Regions from separate parts of the Zea mays genome. Here region 1 is linked to region 2. Evidence: chromatin contacts called from public Hi-C data. All regions are on one chromosome and are shown on one strand. The core of a region is the stretch at or near the end of the contact, and the rest is flanking DNA. Distances in the headings are between cores, read along the strand shown.

Region 1 (5,663 bases), core at 3,155-5,654, 600 kb before region 2:
GCTGTCCTCTAGATGCTCAAGACTTATTCCATCAGAATGTTGGTACCGATATTGCAACTCCTGTTGGAATGGACAAATATACATATGTACTCCTTATGTTCCAAATTATAGTTTACTTTGATTTTTTCCTAAGCCAAACTTCTCCAAGTTTGACCAAGTTTTCATAAAAAAATACATTACTTTATAGACATTCAAACAAATGTGCTATGAAAATACATTCCATGGTGCAGTTAGTGAAACTAATTTGATGTTGTAGTGTAGGTGTTGTTACATTATCCTATGGTCTTGGTCAAGACTCTAAGTTAGAGAAGCGACTTAGGACAAAACCAAAGGGAACTGTAATTAGGAACGAGGTATATAATTTGAATTTCACAACCAACTTTCAAGAAATGAAATGTTACTGTAAGTGTGCATTTGTTTGAGTGATTTGGTTTTATGTTTTATTCATGGATACTGTGTTTTAATTTTAAATTGAATATCCAATTGATTTTTAATTGATAATTGAATTCAAACAATTGATTGTACTTGTACCATATACAAATATAAACATACGAATCCAGGCTCTTGTTGACTGTTGACATCAATTAGATAGGAGGAAAAATTTAGGAGTGTTTAAAACAAAATCCCACAACTGGGATCTTAAATCTCTGGCATGATGTTATCGTTTTATGTTACTGGAAGATGATTTGCATTGATGGCTGAAAGTAGTTTGCATTCCTTTGTTTTAAGTATTTCTGTTGCATAGATCACTAACAAGTTCCCTAATGCTTTTCAGGTATTCACAGTAGAGTACTCTTTAATTTGTAAGATACATGAGTATGCAAAACCTTATATATGCTTGATGGATGGAGTGACAATGGGATTTGGAATTGGGCTATCAGGGCATGGCCGCTACCGCATTATTACAGAGGCAATTTTTTGTCTCCAATTTATGTTTGTTTTTAATTTCATTATATAAATTCTTTGAATACTCATCTTGCTTGGTGTATCATCATTGCAGAGAACACTCCTAGCCATGCCTGAAAATGGTATTGGCCTGTTCCCAGATGTTGGCTTTGCTTACATTGGTGCAAAAGCACCAGGAGGGGGTGCAGTTGGTATGGTCCTTGTAATTTCCCCCTTCCTGTATCAATTCATATAGTAAGGCCTAGTGCTGTTTATTTCTTCATCTGTATATTCTTTTCCATTGTAATATCATAAAACACATACTTTTTAGTTCTTGCTGTTCCCCCTTTGGCCTTTCCTTATGCATTCCATGTTTATTTTGTTTGAGAACAAGTTGGCCGCATACTTGCGTTCCATGTATATGTCTTGATATTTTGACCGCTTTGCTTTGTTTGCTCTCTACTATCTTAGTTATTGCTTATGAATTAATTAGCTATTCTTAATCATCTTAATGTTATTAAGCCATCATCATTATTTTTTCGGATTGGTCGTCCTACCAATAATACGAGTCATGAGCCGTGACATTGTTGTGGCCTTCCCTACTATTCCAAGATATTTAAGAAGCTAGTTGTTCCCAAACGGGTACACCTTGCCTGTATGCATCATATATTTACACTTACATTTTCCCTTTTCATGACTGTTTTTTAGGAGTTTACCTTGGGATTACTGGAAAAAGGATATCATCACCTGCTGATGCTATGTTCATAGGCCTTGGTACTCACTATGTACCTTCTGCAAATTTGGGTTCACTCAAGGAGTCCCTGCTGAGTGCTAACTTGTATATTTCTTATCTGTACTTGCTGAAGAACCTAAATACTGTCAAAATCATCTGTAATTTCTCCATTTTTTCAGTTTCCTTGTTCATGTATATTATAGCCCATGATGGAATAAGTGCTTGCTTGCACGTCTGTAGATTTTGATGGTACCTTGATATCTGATCTTGTTTTGCAGCACCAATGATCCTCATAGAGACGTTGAGTCAGTTCTGACAGGATACAAGAAAGAACCAGAGTCTGAACCACAACTAAAAAAGCTTTTGCCATATATCATTTCTTCTTTCAGTCCTGATAAATCAGTGGCTGAATCTGTGGAAGAGCTAAAGAAATGTAGCCGAAGTGGTGATGCTGCAGGTACCCGCTATGAAACATTCCCTTTTAGTGCACCTTGGCAACACTAATGTATTACTCACATGCAACTGTTGACTTTTAAAAAACTCCCCTACTTTCTTTGTGCTATGTAAGAATTTAATGCAATAGTGGCTTAAGAAGGGATAACTGCATTTACACACTTAACTGTTCCTCTGGTGGCTGCAGTGGCAGAATGGGCCAATGAAGCTTTAGCAGGAATTGAGAAAGGCGCTCCATTTTCTCTTTGTTTAACACAGAAGCATTTCTCTCAAGTTGCATCAGCATATGGGACTAGTGAACACTATTTATCTAAGGTGTGAATCTAGTATCCTCTAGGACTGAACAATTTCAATTGTTCATGAACCACTTATCTATGTATTGCTAATTCTGGTGTTTGGTGTGTTTCAGCTGGCTGGTGTTATGAAATTGGAATATCGCATTGCCTTGAGGTCGTCGATTAGAAACGATTTTGTTGAAGGTGTGCGTGCTGTTTTAGTTGACAAGGACCAGGCAAGTTATCCATATGATTTTCTGGCTAGTTTGAGAACTCCATTTTCCTAAGGGATTCCTATTTTTCCAAGGGAAAATGAACTAATTTCCCTTGGGAAAATGTAAATCCCTTGGGAAAATGGGGTTCCCAAACTAGCTCTAAATTGTTTCATCCAAGAAGGATAAATCTCATCCTGTCACATTACGTTTCTACATTTATCTCACCCTTTTCCTTATTTGCGGAAAAATACGGAAACAGGATGTGTAGCTGGACGGTGTGTTTCCTGTCTGTTTTTGCAGGATCCTGTTTTTTGGCAGGATAGGCCTTACTAAATCCAGGATAAGCTTTTAGCAGTTATTGTAGCAACTTTAAACACTAGGTCTTTACGATAAATATTAGTTCGAGAATGTAGAAAGTCCTCATGTCAAGAAGCCTGCGACTGCGAGACACTTTAACAAGTCTCCTAACATGTTGAGTAGGCACACTAAGCCACGTCATGATCTTAGTAACCCGTTCTCTTCCTGAGTCTAGGTTTCTCCATTGCATCCTCTTAGATGTCTCTTCCTAGTTCTTCCTGGATCTTCCTCTTCCTGGCCACTCGTGAAGTCTTCCTGAGTTCCGACAAGTTTGAGATCTTTCCAGCACCCTTAATCCACCCATGGCAGCCACACATGCTTGATCTCTCCTGATCAGATAACCAGATGCTTCAACGGAGATGGAGCGTGTGCTGCCATATGTGCCCCTAGGCTACAGCTTCACTCGACCCTTGCCAAACACCTCTTGGCAAGATCCACGGCATTGTCTGTGTTGCTGACATCTATGGCGCAGACCGAGTGGAAGGAACGGGTACTTCCTCAGCGTCACTCTGTCCAGGGCAGTGGTGTCCCGAAACCTATCAGGAACCTGTTGAAACTACTAGGACTGGCTCAACCCAGCGACTAATCAAATCTGCTCTGAAACTGGTGGAGACCAATCCAGCCTGTCCTCCGTGCTAGTTGCAAAATGCAAACTAAGCTATAACCTGGGGAACCTGGTCCATGTCTTGCAAACTGGGCGCAATTGGTGGCAAAACGGTTAAGGGCTTGTTGGGTTATCTCTCAATCCACGTGGATTGAGTGGGATTGGATGAGTTTGAATCCCAAACAAGTCAAACTTCTTTTTAATTTTTTTCAATCCCACTCAATTCATGTGTATTGGGAATAACCGAACAAGGCCTAACTAGATTATACTTTGGTGCAACTCGGTTTGGGGTTTGCTTTATCTCCATAGCTAACTTGATACTACCTCCGTTCTCGAATATTTGTCGTCCGTTAGTTTATTTTTGAACTAAACCGTGACAAATAAAAAAGAATAGAGTGAGTAGTTATTATGTTATGGAAGTATAGGGTGGTCGGCTGCATTTAATTTATTATCCAAGAAGATTAAGTAAAAAGGAATTGGCTTCTCATTGAATTTCCCTATCACTTTGCAGAATCCGAAGTGGAATCCAGCCACTCTGGAAGAAGTAAACATGGCCGAGGTCGAATCAGTTTTCGAGCCATTAGGGGCCGAGGCTGAGTTGAGTGTGTGAAATATGGCCTGCCACACTCAGTTTTCTTATTTGTGCTGCAATAATAATGTATACAAAACAGAAATGCGATGCCCACAGAAACAATAAATGCTGTGTCTTCATGAACTAACTGGAGTGGTTCCATTTTCTCGAAAGGGGCGCGTGGGAATCTAAGGTCTGTTGCTTGCTTTCCTGCCTCTGCCTGCAATATTCCAGCCATGGTACCAGGTGGATGGCCAAATACTCTAGAAGCGTTTGCCCTGGGCACTTGCATGTAGCTTGATGTGAGTAGTGTAAGAACAACCGGGTACGGAAACCGTTGTCTGGCCAGCAGATTTCAAGGCGTGTTTAGACAAGTGTACAACTGACGCGCACAGATGTACGGAGTATATATTATATGAAATATGGCACTAAAACTCTTTTCCCAGGGGCTTTGACGCAGGCCCGGCCGCGGAAAAAGTACGTGCTTTCGTTTTCGCATCCCCTTTTAATTTAGCCGCTGCCGTTTTGTTAAAACAGCATTCCCTGTCCATCCTTTGCATATGGATAATGCGGTGCCGTTGGCTTATCTATACATGTACATGTGGGCCGGCCTGGCCCGGCACGGCACAGGCCCACAAAAGCACGGCCCAGAAATGTACGGCCCACAAAAGCACATATCTAATTATGGGCCGTGCCGTGCCAGCACGTGTGTCCAGTCATCGGCCCACGACACGGCCCACAATTAGTTATGTGTGCCAGGCCGGCCTAAATAGCCCAAAATACCTTAATGTGCCAGACCGGCCCATATACATACAACAGTAATACATCAACAAAAAGTATAATATATATATGACCAAAATAAAACTAAGATGTTTTGTGGATGCACATTATAAACCTTTGGTCAGAAAGAAAAAAATATTACAACTAGCTCACAAATAATATTCAGTTCTCTGTTTAGTGTTTAATTAAGTACTATACATTCATACAGAATACATATACAATGATCATCATCACTATTCACTATCCATATCTAGGTATTGGTTCTCGATGGCTTAATGAAGCTCTAGATTCTCCAAGTTATGCTAGTCATGTGGGCTTTGACGGACCTTAGTTAAATACTGAGTCTATATTTAGTGGGCCTCGGTGTGGCTTAGTTAAATGGGCCGTGCGAGGCCGGCCCGTGGGCTTGACTTGAGGCCCAGGCACGGCCCACAATGTGGGCCGTGCCGGCCCAGACCCACAATTAGGTTGGGCCGTGCCAGATATGGATCGTGCCAGAAATTGTGTGCTTTGGGCCGGCCTATTAGGCACAGCACAAATGTACACCTATAGGCTTATCTCCTTCGCTTGTAACATGGGAAACATGGCCACGTAGAGGGGGTTAATATTTTTGGTATCCTGCTCGTTCTTGGCGATCGGTTACGTTTGCTTAGCCGTCAAGGGTTGGCATTAGCGGTTCATGCTTGCGATCAGTGAGATAGGCTTTTGTTTAGGGCGGATATCTTTTACATTTTAATAGAACACATAGAAAATGTAGGGTTCCTTTGGATTGCGGTGTTTTTTCGTTTTT
Region 2 (5,827 bases), core at 288-2,787:
AGTACAAACCAAACATCATGTAGTATTTGTACGTACAGTCCCTCCCGTTCCCTTGTTCGATTCTCAGCGCCCCGCTCTTTGACAAATACATGAGACGCGCTTCTTCTAGAGCAGATACGTCTCACGATCCTCTCACGTCGCGTCGCCGCTGCACGCACGCTTCGTCGATCTCATACGCTCGAGCTCGGGGCTCGAGTAGCTGGCCGCCTTTCGGATTCCATGCATGCGCATGCATATTGCAGGTGCAGACAGTCAGCCTCGCGTGTGCCGTACGTCCACCGTCGGCCACAAGGTTACAACACGCACGGGACCGGTCGGCCTACGTGCTCGCTCGGACGCACGCACACTCGATAGGACGGACAACAGGCACAGATGCATGGATGGATGGATGGAGTCGATGATGCAATGTCGGTTCACCGTTTCATGCATGCATGGGCTGATTGCAGGCTGCAGCAGCGCGTATGCAAGGGCAGGCGAGGAGCAGAGCTCGGGTCCTCGCGCGCGACATATGGCTGGGGCTGGGGGGCAGGCAGGCAGGCACCACACGGATCAGGTCACAGCACCCCGCGAAGCACAGGCGCCTGCAGTCCAGTCGTCCAGCGGCATGCAGAGCGAGCAGGCCTCGAGGCCAACGCCGCACGTGGCAGGGTCTTGAGCTCGAGCGCGTCCCCTCGAGGCACTGGACGTCGCCAATGTTGAGGTGTTCGACGAGCCGACGTTGGGAGGTGTCGACGGTGGGCTTGCGAACGGACGTGCAGTGGAAGTATCGGTCTGCCTCGGCTCAGTCCCCGCCGCCGTCGAACAGCCTTGGCTCGCCTCGGCCCGGTCCCCGACGTCGAGCTAAGGTCGACAAGACCGCCACGCACGCTCCAGGCCGGCGGGGGGGCTGCGGTCGGTGCTGCTTCGCCTTCGGCCTTGCTGGTCATGGCAAACAAAGATGATGGGAGGAGGTTAGTGCATGCCATGTGGGTCCAGCTACACCAACAAACGGCGTTGGCCAGCTTTTGACGGCAATGGTAGAGAGGGGAATAAAATCTAAAATTGATGGCATAGAAGGAATGCTATAATTTATAATGGCACATAAAGTATCGATATAATTTTCAGTGGCATAGAGGGAATTAACTCTTTCCAAAACTCTAAAAATACTACAGCTTTAAGTAGACCATGGTATTTGAAACTGTGTTTTATTAGTAGCATCCAAACACGTTTTAATTTTTAATACTACGGTATCATCAAATACTACAGTATTCATTCAAAACTGTAACAAAACTGTGCTCCCAAAAAGAATTTAAACACCCTTGGTACCTCTGAGCCACTCCAATTCAAAAGCATCGAAACTAGGCCTAACCGAACAACCAGCATTCCGCAACGACCCCCAAGCTCAACATCAGCTACCACTCGTGCAGTCACCCTCCCGCTACGACCTACGATCATGACCAAAGGACCGATCGAGCGCGTGCCGCTTCGTCTCGGCTCGTCCCAAGTCCTAACCCTATATAAGCACAGGGTCTGGCTTCCTGCCCCTGCCCCCCTGCCCCACACTTTAGCCCAAGGAGGCCGGCCTCGCCTCGCCTCGCCTCGCTTCATACGCCCGCCCGCCCCTGCCGATCCATCCACCCAATAAAGCGCCTGTACAGATCCAACCCTTAGGATCCGGATCGCCTTACCCCCCCGCGACGATTTGCGCGATTCGATTCGATTCGATTCGATTATCCTCCGATTTTCCCCGTTTTTTGTAGGTTTCCTCTCTTTTTCGATCGGTGTGCTAGGGTTTGGGCGCGCGGAGGCGTCGCATTCCAGGGTAATCATTGGTTCGACGGGCTAGGGTGCTTTCTCACCCGGGGAACGGAAGCGAATCCAGACGATGGAGAAGAAGAAGGTGGCGATACCGCTGGTGTGCCACGGCCACTCGCGGCCGGTGGTGGACCTCTTCTACAGCCCCGTCACACCCGATGGCTACTTCCTCATCAGCGCCAGCAAGGGTAAGCGAATCCTCAACTTCCCTTCCCGTGTGATAGTTCATTTTAGTTTTCTGATTGGCTAGGATTGGCTTGGTGGTTGAGTGATTGTGATGCGATGATCTGCTGTTACTTATATGTGTTTACGAGATATTGGTTAGGATGATGTGTTTGATCGTTATATTTTCAATCTAATTTTATGTGGATGTAAGAATTAGTTGCCAGTGCAATTTGTGCCATGATAGTCTCCTGATGCTTTAAACTATGTAGTTTATTTGGTGTGGGTTCAATGTTTCGTTGGTGTGGGGGCTCAACATTTGTAAACTACATATACTGTAGACGTTGGACATTGTTCTTTTGCTGGTCAAGTAAATACGATTACATACCCATGTTGTTTAAGATAATGGTTTTAGTTGATGGTGTAATTAGGCGAACCATCAAGTAATCTAGATTTTTGGATTTTCATAAAAAGAGTTTTGATTTTTATCAAAACAATATTAATAAGTTGGTTATAATCATTGTTTTTTTAGAAAAGAGCCAATCATTCAAAGATATCTATTATTTTTATTGTATGTTTAAATGGAGTTCAGACTGAAAACATAAGAAAGAAAACATCGGACATGAATCACAGGAAAAAAAGCATCGCAGTCACTTGGATCTGGAAAGCGGAAGACAAAATCATGGAAACCAAGCGGAAAAAAGTCAGACAAAAATAACCAAGCATGAAGTTTGAACGAAAAATCCGAATGGAGGTCTGACTGAAACAGGAACAGAAATGTGGATGACCTGGAACAGAAACACAGATGTCTTACACACAGAATGATCTGGAAAGAAACACAGGACGGTGTATATGAGGAGTCAGAAAAAAGTTACGACAAAACAAACAACAACAAAGCCTTTTATCTCAAGCAAGTTGGGGTAGGCTAGAAAAAAGCTACCATGACAGAATTTCTCTCTTTAATATGAGGTGTAGATATAAGAGCAATTTTCATAGCTTTATTTTTTGAGCACCACCGAGTTACAAGTAGAATGGATGAAAGCAAAATGAAACAGTTGGATATTCATGAATACCATGTTAAAAGCTTGACAAAGAAATAGTTATGGTTAAACAGAAACATGCATGCACATCTCGGTTGTGGACTACTAAAGAACAACCTGGATCCATTGGGACCTTGTTTGGATGTAGTCGGATTCACATAAATCCACATGTGTTGGGTTGGATTATAGTGGAACTTGAACTAAATTCCACCCCAGCACAGGTTGATTGAGGTGAGTCTGACAACATCTAAACAAAGCCTAAGAAGCTAATGCATGGTTTCATATCCGACCCCTATGAAAGGTGAACATATTTTATGCTAACCTTTACCTTACTCCATTTTTTCTTTGAAAGAAGGATGATCTTGTGGTATTTGATTCGAACATTTTCAAGTTGTATTATTAAGTTTTTTTATTTCCACATATATTTTTCTTGAAATATTAGATGCATTCCCTTCTTGTAAGGAATGCTCTATAAAGCATCCTTGCAATAATAAATTCTCTATAGAGGTGTTAGAAATATGAATGATAAAGGTACATCAGATGAAACAATAAGCCAATAATAAATAGCTTGTTGTCCTAGTTGTCAGCAACTAAACATTGTAGGACTAAGCCTCAATTGGGTACCAGCAGTGTATTAATCTCTATCTTGCAGTTTTTCCTGATTTAACTGTGTGCCCATATTGCAAGGCGAATAATGAGAATGGTGAACTTCCTATCTATCGTGTGATCATTAGAGCGATTTAAGTGCTTTGCTAAATGTTATCCACGAAAAGAATATTATATCATAGAATCTGTAGATATTTATGCATTCGAGAAGAGTGAGCAGGTTCTAGGCTAGGTTTCGGTAACGATCTTGGATTGGGATTTTGGGACCAAGTGATAGTCGAAAGGAGTTAGACATCTTATCTGGTTTTACATGGCAAAGGTTATACATTTTTTTATGCTTCATGGCTTCATTACCAAGCTTTGAATGATTTCACACTGTTTGCAGACCAGTAAACTTTGCAAATAGGAGAAGCATACATGTCCTCTCGTGTTGCTACCTATTGAATGATCTTATTATTTTTTCGTTTCACAGATACAAATCCAATGCTTCGTAATGGTGAGACTGGCGACTGGATTGGGACTTTTCAAGGTCATAAAGGAGCTGTTTGGAGCTGTTGCCTTGACAGGAATGCTCTGAGGGCTGCATCTGCTTCTGCTGACTTTTCAGCGTATGGTTTTCTTGCTCTTTGAAATTCCAATTAGAATTGTTGTTCATTTTCCCTTCTACAAAATTGATTGCTTACTGTATCAAATAATCCCTGCTTTATGGATACTTTCTGTAAATGCTTTCTTTATTTGCTTTCCTGAGACATGAACTTAAAGGCGCTAAAGTTCATCCTGACACTCTGATCGGCCAGCAACTTGACACACAATTAGGTAGATCTATACCGGGCATATTCATTAATGTGTTCTCTGAGGACAGATGTCATGAAACATGTTCAATTATTTACTTGTTCGTTGCCCTTAACATGCATCATTTCATACCGAACTATCATGTGAATATAGGATGGAATAGATATGCTGACCTGGAAAAAATATTTTACTTCTTGGTTTTATTCTATAGGATCAAGAATGTAGTTACATAAGTTTTGTTGTTGAAGTTGAACACTTGGATGAGCAAACTGTAAAACCTAACGAGGGTCAATCGGGATTGAAGAATTTGGGAAAGTGTTATTTTCTGTCTGTGTGTGTGTGTGCGCGCGCACTATGATTAAACTCCTAAGGTTTAGGAAGTAAGTGGCCTACCATTGCCATAGCCGTAATCTATATTCCCTCATCCCTCCATCCACAAATATATGGGATTCTGGGTAACATAACTCCCATAAAATCTTTTTAATGGTATTGTTAACCTGCCATTTATTCTTGCCAATTGAAACTTACAAACATACTTTAGTTAGGGCTATATGAGTCTTCCCTATGCAGTTTTTTATTTTTAAATATCTGTTCTTAAAATTCCAGGATTCCTTTTATTTGTGGGACAGTGGGAGTAGACGATCTTGGGTACTGTGTGTGATGTGGTTTATTGATTGGTAGATGGGATAGCAGATAGATCTGTGACTGGCTCTGAGCTGCACTTGTTTGATCTATTCTGTGCTTAATCTCAACTGATACAAGGGTGTCCCTTTTATAGAGACAACTTGACCCCTCAGCAAATATCATAACCGAATCTATCTTATCTCTAACTAACTCTATCCTAATGGATCTGCTCAGTCCAATGTGGATGTTACACAATTCTGTTTAGGGCTAGTTTGGGAGCAAAGGGATTGGAGGGAATTGAGGGGTCTAGAATCCCCTTATTCAAAATTGAATAAGGGGATTCTAGCCCCCTCAATATCCTCCAATTCCCTTGCTCCCAAACTAGCCCTTAGCAAATGTATATCTTTTAAGTAGGTTTATTAATTCAATATAATATATACAATTGCATGCAGAATGAATGAATACTACTAATTTGGAAGTTTGCATGACAAAGTAACAATTGGCAGGCGTAAACACTTTAACATATCCACTTCAATGTTCATTCCTGATTTGAATTCTCTGTTAGTGACTAATTTTGATGTTCCTTTTCCAGTAAAGTATGGGATGCACTTACTGGGGATGAGCTACATTCATTTGAACACAAGCATATAGTTCGGGCATGTGCCTTCTCTGAGGTAGTTCTTGCTAATGCTTATCTTATCCTCATCTCAATGAAGTATATGTAGAAACCATGATTGTCGTTTTTGGTGTGTCCTTTCCACCTAAAATGTTGTACATAGTTCTTCAACAAAATTTCTTGAATACTGGTA

Evidence for each region. Hi-C and Micro-C count contacts between places; a contact is called where the count stands out from the background.
Region 1: a Hi-C map of ear shows a contact between it and region 2, with 2.6 times the contacts expected there. The contact joins the enhancer-like site here to the promoter of LOC100274502 in region 2. A contact is called at or near these places in 2 of 25 Hi-C or Micro-C datasets (ear and tassel).

What each region holds. Positions count from the first base shown.
Region 1 is chr9:92,793,557-92,799,219 of Zm-B73-REFERENCE-NAM-5.0, reverse strand. It overlaps LOC100272777, which reads left to right. Exons shown (of 10, transcript NM_001147230.1): 4 at 776-910; 5 at 1,001-1,097; 6 at 1,594-1,723; 7 at 1,897-2,075; 8 at 2,259-2,386; 9 at 2,481-2,582; 10 at 4,034-4,523. The coding sequence ends at 4,132. Among protein-coding and RNA genes, the nearest start is that of LOC100272777, 12 kb to the left of the region's middle. Within about 2 kb of position 4,404, at least 14 of the 20 cell types and tissues checked have an H3K27ac peak or open chromatin away from gene starts, as enhancers often do. A contact at or near this core is called in ear and tassel, where this site is marked.
Region 2 is chr9:92,193,932-92,199,758 of Zm-B73-REFERENCE-NAM-5.0, reverse strand. It overlaps LOC100274502, which reads left to right and starts at 1,537. Exons shown (of 7, transcript NM_001148860.1): 1 at 1,537-1,982; 2 at 4,075-4,210; 3 at 5,611-5,692. The coding sequence starts at 1,865.